2 separate regions of the Sus scrofa genome follow, and region 1 is linked to region 2. The links are chromatin contacts, called in public HiChIP or PLAC-seq maps. All regions are on one chromosome and are shown on one strand. The core of a region is the stretch at or near the end of the contact, and the rest is flanking DNA. Distances in the headings are between cores, read along the strand shown. Region 1 overlaps PLCL1 (inactive phospholipase C-like protein 1). Region 2 overlaps PLCL1 (inactive phospholipase C-like protein 1).

Region 1 (4,268 bases), core at 157-2,656, 68 kb after region 2:
TAGGCTGTACACAGTTTTATTTTTAAAAAATACGTGGAATTAGTTGTCAATTAATATAACAAATAAGTCCTGACACACAGCTTCTTTCAACAAGTCAGACGATGTGGCCACACTGGCCCATCGTTCCTACATGGCAATAGGCTAGATTTAAACACTAAACCCTGGTCTCCTTTGGAGCAGGCATTTGCTCTCCAGTTTCCATCAGTCTCTACCACTCCCCATTGTCTTCCCAGCCAAATCTACTCAAGTCATCGCTAGTACCTATCTGGCTCCTCTTGGCACTCAAACTTGTGACCCCTGATCTAGACTATAATACTAACTTTGTGAGTGAGGAAAGAAGATTTGAAGTGGCAAGGTAATTTGGCAGCACTGAGATCAGAACTCGTTTTCCTTAGACAGAGTACTTTCTTAGGCTCCGGCACCATGTCCACATTATTATTACTGAAGAATAGCAGAACAGCAAGGGAATAGTGATTAGTCAAGAGATGATGCACAGTTTTCAAATAAGTTGATGATGTTTTAGTGAGGGCCTGCTATATATATTTTATATTTATGCCATATGAGCCGTTATGTCATATATTTCATTATCGTTTTGTGGTTTGCAGGTTTCAGTTCAGAAAACATGTTCATGTAAATTGAACGAATGGAGTTTATTTTTTATATTGGAGAAGCTGGTTGGAGGGTGTATTTTTGAATGGATTTCAGCACAGAGACTGAGTTTTAGGAGTAGACATATGTTTTTCTTCTGTAATGGAAGCATCATCGGGTATGTGATAAATACCTCCTTTATGGAAGGCCTCCTGCTATGCAGTAGTATGTTAAAGAGGGAAAGAGATCCTGAGAGACTGGAGAAAGAAGTATAGGCTGGGGTTGCCTGGCACTCTGTCACGAGGAGGAATATGTAGAGACTGAGTGAGTGTCAGTGGTTTAAAGGAATTGATGGTCGGAACTACTTAGCGATAGGAAAGGGTGTCAGGTATACAAATGGGCTGAGTGAAGCAGAGGGTTTATCACTTATTTTTTTCTGAAGTGTAATTTCTAGGATGGATTATGTAGTTCAAACCCAAGGGGATAAATTATATCCTATTGAATGAAAGAGCCAACTGGGAGATTTTCAAAACATAACTAATAAACAAAGAATACTTGGCATTCTTTTTTTGAATGAACCTTTAAAATGCATAAAAGAAAATGTTAGATGAATCTATTTCCAGACAGTTATGATTGCTGTTCCTGTTATTATTCATTCATTCAATAATTATTTATGACAGTTTGCTGTGTGTAAGATACCATACTAAGCAATGTGGACACTAAGCACTGGAGTATCCAACGTTGGTAGAATCAATAGTCCCGGCCTTTGGATTACTTTTGACCTACTTGGGCGGTTAAGACAGGAAGCTAGGAAAATTCTGTACAAGACAAGCCCATATGAGTCAATGCTTTGGCAGTTTAGGGAAAGAGACAGTACTTCTGGCTTGATCTAGAGAAAGACTTTCAGAAAGATAGGGATTTGCATCAGACCTTGAAGGATGAGTAGGATTTGAAGTACCAAAGGAATGGTTAGAAGTTTCTTTAGAGAGGGCTAATGGCAGGACAAAGGCTCGGCAGCAGTGGGCCATAAGGAGACACATGTGACTGAGATGCATGAAGTTCTTGGCAGAGTGGAAGAGAGAGCTGGACCATTGGAGGGTGCCAAATTGTGAAGGGTCTTGACTCCCAGCTAGAGAACTTCCATTTTACAGATGCGATTTCTATAGTCAATCCAGCGAGCTTGGTGCAAAGATTAACGTGTACACTTAAAGATGTCTAGGAAGGGATAACTCTCGGTGGAACTTGTAAAATACCTTTGTTAATAGTTGTAATTTAGAAGACCATTTGCTCAGGAGAGAACCCACACCTTCCTAAGTGGGAACTCCCCAAGGCATAATATATAATATTCAGGGACCAGTGTACCACGCAGAGGGCAAATGTTCAGGGCAATGCCTACTAGGAAGAGAATACAGTTGGAGTATCCTATTTTGCTAAAGATAGTGTGATTCTAGAATGTTACTTTATTGTCCATCTCTGTATATGCCTGTGGGAGTCTCTTATGTTGGAATCCTGGTAAAGTCTCTCATGTTACAGCACACTTGCTCAACTACCTTATTTTGAACAGTGAAGTACTATTTGGGGAAGACACGTTAAACTGAAATGACCTCCATCAGTGCTATTTTTATTTGCTCACAGAGGTGTGCAGACGTGATGGGTGAAAAAAGAGGCAAAGAAATTTAATACAGTTTCTGTTATTATTCCTGGAGGTATGAGTTTACAATGGCAGGTGCTGCATATAATTTTAAACATGCCTTTTAGAGCAGTACAGTAGGTATTTATATTGTGGATATCATGAATGAACACCTCAGGACGGAAGGAAAACAGCTCTTTAACCTAGTATGACTGGAAAATCATGACTTGTAATAACACTTCCAGTGAGGATAGATTCAGAAAATGCTATTTCTCTAGCAATTTGGACAGATGTGAAAATGTGATTTTAAGAAAGCTGCTTGATGACTTAAAGTTTGGGTAGGAGTGGAGAGTCTTAATGAAATTGTTTCATGAAAATTGCAATATTCCAGAATTAATGTATAATTCTATAGGATATGTGTTTTAAAATATGGACATTTAAATTCATCATATAGGCGTTCCTGTCGTGGCACAGTGGAAACGAATCTGACTAGGAACCATGAGGGTGTGGGTTTGATCCCTGGTCTCGCTCAGTGGGTTAAGGATCTGGCATTGTCTGAGCTGTGGTGTAGGTCACAGACATGGCTTGGATCCCACATTGCTGTGGCTGTGGTGTAGGCCTGCGGCTGTAGCTCTGATTCGGCCCCTAGTATGGGAACCTCCATATGCCGTAGGTGTGGCCCTAAAAAGCAATAAATAAATAAATAAATTCATCATATAACCATTATGTTTGAACAAGTATTTCTCATGGATAGTCATGATAAAGCACATTAACTTTTACCATCTGCTCTTCTTTTAAATATATTCTATGCTCCTATTTATTCTGCTTAGTCATTTTGAAATTTAGATATAGCCTTGTGACACTTTCAGTAACTTCCTCTTCCTCTAGAAGGTTATGAGACATTGTCTATGTTTAGTAACTCATGTGTCCATTCCAGGGTCTTTGTCCCCAACTTCAAATTTTATTAAAGTTACTATTTCCCCTCTCTCCCAGGACAAGACTGTTGCAGACTGTCCATCTGCAATGGGAGATGCCAGGAAGCTTCTTTCTTTCCCACTCAGTGCTTTGATTTCTTCTCTGCTTCTACCAGCTTGCTAACCTTCAGGCATGATGGGGTGTGTAATTAGAGGGAGGAAAGGTGGCATAGCAAAGTACTCTCTGTCTTCCTCAGGGTCTGGAAATCTCTCCATCACTGGGGATCACACATCTGTAATTTTTGTATGTGGATGACAGTGTTTCTCCTGGCTGATTCATTCCAACTCTTTGCTCAGCTTCTAGGCTTTTGGCCATACCCTTCCAGGTCCTTTTGTTGAGGCCTTTTACTGACTTACCAGCATTCCTTAAAAAAAATTGTATAAATAGGGAGTTCCCACATGGATCAGTGGTAACAAACCTGACTAGTATCCATGAAGACATGGGTTTGATCCCTGGCTCCGCTCGGTGGGTTAAGGATCTGGCATTGCTGTGAGCTGTGGTGTAGGTGGCAGACGTGGCTTGGATCCCATGTTGCTGTGGCTGTGGTGTAGGCTGGCAGCTGCAGCTCTGAATTGACATCTAGCCTGAGAACTTCCATATATATATAACACAAATACCATTTTAGCCATTTTAAAGTGTACAGTTTCATGGCATTAAGTACCTTCACACTGCAGTGCCACTTACCCATCGCCAGAAATTTTTAGTCTTTCCAAACTGACCATGTACCCATTAAACACTAACATTTCCCCTTCCCCAGCCCCTGACAACCACTATTCTACTTTCTGTCTCTATGAATTTGACTGCTCCTCATATCGGAGGAGCCATATGCTGTTTGTCCTTTCGTGACTGGATTGTTTCACTTAGCATAATGTCCTTGAGGTTAGTCCATGTTGTAGAATGTGTCAGAATTTCCTTCCTTTTTAAGACTGAATAATATTCCACTGTGTGCATATACCAAATTTTTTTAAATCATTCGTCTGTTGGTGGACACTAGAGTGCACCCACTTCTTGTCCTTTGTGAATAATGCTGCTATGAATGTGTGAATACAAATACCTGTTCAAGTCCTTATTTTCA
Region 2 (4,084 bases), core at 1,315-3,814:
CTTCAATTCTGACTTAGCACATACTGTGCCCTCCAGGAGTTGGTGTGGGGAAACGAGAAGGGAGCTCCATCTCTACCTTTCTGTCCATCCCCACTTATTGCAGTTCCATCCGGCTTGCTTTCTTTTCTTTTCTTTTTTTTTGTCTTTTTGCCTTTTCTAAGGCCGCTCCTGCGGTATATGGAGGTTCCCAGGCTAGGGGTCTCATCGGCAACAACACCAGATTCTTAACCCACTGAGCAAAGCCAGGGATTGAACCCACAACCTCATGGTTCCTAGTCTGATTTGTTAACCACTGAGCCATGATGGGAACCCCTCCATCTGGCTTTCAAGCTCATCTTCAAGTTAAAGTGAGACATATCTGTCTTTAAATCTTGGTCCTCACTCAAAGTATGAAACTTCGGTCAGTTAACTTGCTTCTTTGGATTTGTTTTCTTATCAGTAAAAGGGGGTTAGCAATGCCTATTGCATAGGGTGTTAGATGGTGATAAAATGAGATGAGATGGGTTAATGTATATGAAGTCTTTAGCACATCTTCTCAGGAAAGCAAGTATTTTCCTTTTCTTTTTCTTTTTGTCCATGGTGTGCAGTGGCTTAATGTAGGATCTCAGTTCCCAGACCAGGGATTGAACTCAGGCTGCAGCAGTGAAAGTACTGAGTCCTTACCTTGAGAACATCCAGGAACTCCTGTAAAGCAAATATTTTTAGACAAGACAGCATGAACTTCGGAACATTTCACGTTTGGGTTCATCTTATTCTGTCTGTTCTTCCCTAGCTGCATGATCTCTAATTAAAGATGCCCAACCTGTTGTGGGACAGTGGCTTAAGAATCTGACTGCCTTGGCTTGGATTGCTATGGAGGTGCAGGTTTGGATTCCTGGCCCAGATGCAGCGTGTTAAAGGATCCTGTGTTGTCACAGTTGTGGTGTAGGTTGCAGCTGCAGCTTGGATTCAGTCCCTGGCCTGGTAGCTTCCATTCCATATGGTATGGCCATAAAAAGGGAAAAAAAAAAAAAAAGATGCCCATAACATTTATGTTGTATAATCCTCAGCTTCATCCTGTGTAAAACTGTATTGTCCCCAGAGAGCTGTTTTAAGGCTTAAGTGGACCATCTTGTCCTACTTGGGCATCAGTTAGTAATTACCTAACAAAATTTAGCTCCGTTTCTCACTTCTTTTCTCCAAAAACTTTCTTCAAGCCCCACCTCTGCCCCACCACTCTTTAGAAACAACTATTCCTTTTCTTAACCTTTCAGGTTTTTTTTTGTTTTTGTTTATAACCTTGCCCCATAATTTATTTCATTCGGTTCCTCATTTCAGGTCTGTCTCTTCTCCACTTTATGGCAGTTCCTTAGAAGCAAAGGCTTCATCTCTTTGTTCCAAGAGGCCTCAGATACTGAACTATATTTCTTTCTTACCAGCAACCTGAAAAAAATCCCTTCAAATTCTCCTTAACTTGAACTTCAGGTTAATTAAGAATTAATTTCTTAAACTTTTCTGCTCAACTCAAATATCCTGCAGTGAATTACTCGTGAAGTAAATAACTTTGTGTGATTTACTTTGTGTTCAATGTAATGTGTGTTACATTTGATATTTACTTCAAAGTTCAGTAACCTTATTTTTTCTCTGAAAAGTTGAAAGAGAGAAGCTTGAATCAATAAAGACTACCCAGAAATGAAAGCTTTACACTTTGATATAAAATTAATGGACATGGTATGGTGTTCATTTAAGACAAATTAAGTTTGTGCACATTGTAAAATGATCCTAATCCAGAAAGTTGATATTTTGGGTACAATGAACACTATTTAAAAGCCCCAAGTGGGATCACACATTTGTGATATTGATTTACTCATTTTTAATATCGTTTAGTAATTTAGAAAAGAGAAGCCTTTGAGAGACTATCCAAAAATCAGATTTTCTTCAAGAATAGAAAAGAGTCAGGTTTCCTTCAGAGATGATACAGATTTAAATACATATTAGAACTGAAAATTTTTTTTTGCTTTTTTTTTTTGAAGATCATCCATTGATGGCTGCTATTGTGAGTGTTAGGTAGACAGAATTCAGGAGCCCCTGACACTGTTAATCATTCCTCTCTTTTCATTCTTTCTCTAACATCCCATTTATTGTGTGTGGAATATGTAATATTCTGCATGTGGTATCTGAGCACTTTTAGAATATAATGTTGACTGGAACAACAGATCAGGAATGGTTTTCAGTAGAACATTGGACATTTGCTCAATGACCTGTAACATAGTCTGTGCTTCTTGTCCCAGGCTCCAGTATCTGTTACCTCTGAGTCCCTGCCAGAACACACAGAGCAGCATTCCAGGCCCTCCTAGAATGCATTCCTTGCATGCATAGCAATCTCTGGAAAGTTATGCTTTTGAAGAAAATGGAGAGAGGTGCTATAACTTCATACATCTTAACATATCCAGGGTTATTTACTAATACCAGACCCTTTAGGCTTCACCGAAAATAGATTTGAGTAGCCTCGGACACTGCTACAGGGAATATTCACTGCCTTAGCTATCACACAGTCATGGTTGAGGAAGAGGGTGCTGACTATGAACCATTAGCTTGATTTTCTGACTAGGCAAAGAATGTTAAAGCCTTTCTCTTTTTTTGCTGGACCTTTAGATTTAGGTTTGGGAAAGATCCATTGACTTCAACAGTAGAATTGAATTCAACAATGTAAGCTGAAACAGAGGTAAAATGATAGGAGCAAAGCTGAAACTGAATTTAGAATAAAGGATAGGAAGTGAAGAACTTTCTCTGTGGTGTGACTTCATGGGTGTTCCCCACTGCTTCCTCCTAGAGGCAGAGGTGGCTTTTAGTTACCAGGCAAAAAATGCCTATGTGAAAAGACTTGGAAGGTTTTCATGTATGTGTTAATTGTCTTTGTTACTCTAAGTGCCACTTCGACAAGTTAGGAGTCCCATACCCTAATGAAGTTGCCAATTCTTTTTTTTTTTTTTTTTTTTTTTGGCTTTTTGCCCTTTTGTCTTTTCTAGGGCCAATTCCTGAGGCATACGTAGGTTTCCAGGCTAGGGGTCTAATCGGAGCTGTAGCTGCCAGCCTACACCACAGCCACAGAAACTTGGGATCCGAGCCATGTCTGCGACCTACACCACAGCTCATGGCAATGCCAGATCCTTAACCCACTGAGCGAGGCCAGGGACCGAACCTGCAACCTCATGGTTCCTGGTCGGATTCGTTAACCACTGCGCCACTACGGGATCTCCGAAGCTGCCAATTCTGTTCTCCATCAGGGAGATTCAGCTATAGAAAAATTTGCTTCATAGTTAAAACTTTCTTAGCATAAGTACAAATGAAACAAAAGCAGCAACAAACAGCAACCAGTTTACAGGAGTGTTGCAAAGTGACCTAAGCCAATGTGTTATGTGGTACTCTTAGTTCTTTTTGATACACAAGAGCTACCAGTAGTTAGTGGTGGGAAAAGGTTAGCTTCTCCACTACACTTTCCTATCAGGTTGTAATGAAGTTAAGACTTGACCAAATTCCATTACACACATAGATGTTTCAGATGTTTTAAGATAAACATTAATTAGGCAACTTATTCTGTAAACTTGATGAAGCTGCAAGTGGTCAGGGAAGAAATGCCTTGTCCAAACATGGCATGACAGATTTCCTCAAAGCAGATAAGACAATATTCCAGGGGCAGGATTCAGTTAACTCTTTCCCAGAATCCCCAAACCTATGGTTGGACCCAGGATTTTGTAGCTCAGCCTTTGATGCCATCTTGGAGGGTAAAGGTGAAGGGTTTCCTAGGTTCCTATGCCCTTTTCATGCAAGGATGGGAAGCGTCTCTGTAATATTTTCTAACCAATTCATATCTTGAATATCAATAATTTTGCTGACAGTCTATTTTTAACATCCATTGTACAAAATACTAAGCCATATTTTTTGTTTCTTTCTAAAGCTGAAGTGTAGTTGATTTGCAACATTATATTAGTTTTGGACCTGTAGCATTGATTCAGTATTTTTCCAGATTATACTCTATTAAAAGTTATTACAAAGTTATCCGTAGTAGTTTGTCTTGTAATCCCATACCCTTAACTTGTCCTTT

The links. HiChIP or PLAC-seq counts read pairs in DNA pulled down with a chosen protein or histone mark.
Region 1: a contact with region 2 is called in an H3K27ac HiChIP or PLAC-seq map of alveolar macrophages. The contact joins two enhancer-like sites. A contact is called at or near these places in 3 of 47 Hi-C or Micro-C datasets (epiblast stem cells, heart right ventricle and skeletal muscle) and 1 of 2 datasets of contacts at active chromatin or transcription factors (alveolar macrophages).

What each region holds. Positions count from the first base shown.
Region 1 is chr15:101,797,070-101,801,337 of Sscrofa11.1, forward strand. The region is part of intron 1 of PLCL1 (inactive phospholipase C-like protein 1); the gene reads left to right. Among named protein-coding and RNA genes, the nearest start is that of PLCL1, 180 kb to the left of the region's middle. Within about 2 kb of position 1,407, at least 5 of the 83 cell types and tissues checked have an H3K27ac peak or open chromatin away from gene starts, as enhancers often do. A contact at or near this core is called in alveolar macrophages, where this site is marked.
Region 2 is chr15:101,727,892-101,731,975 of Sscrofa11.1, forward strand. The region is part of intron 1 of PLCL1 (inactive phospholipase C-like protein 1); the gene reads left to right. Among named protein-coding and RNA genes, the nearest start is that of PLCL1, 110 kb to the left of the region's middle. Within about 2 kb of position 2,565, at least 4 of the 83 cell types and tissues checked have an H3K27ac peak or open chromatin away from gene starts, as enhancers often do. A contact at or near this core is called in alveolar macrophages, where this site is marked.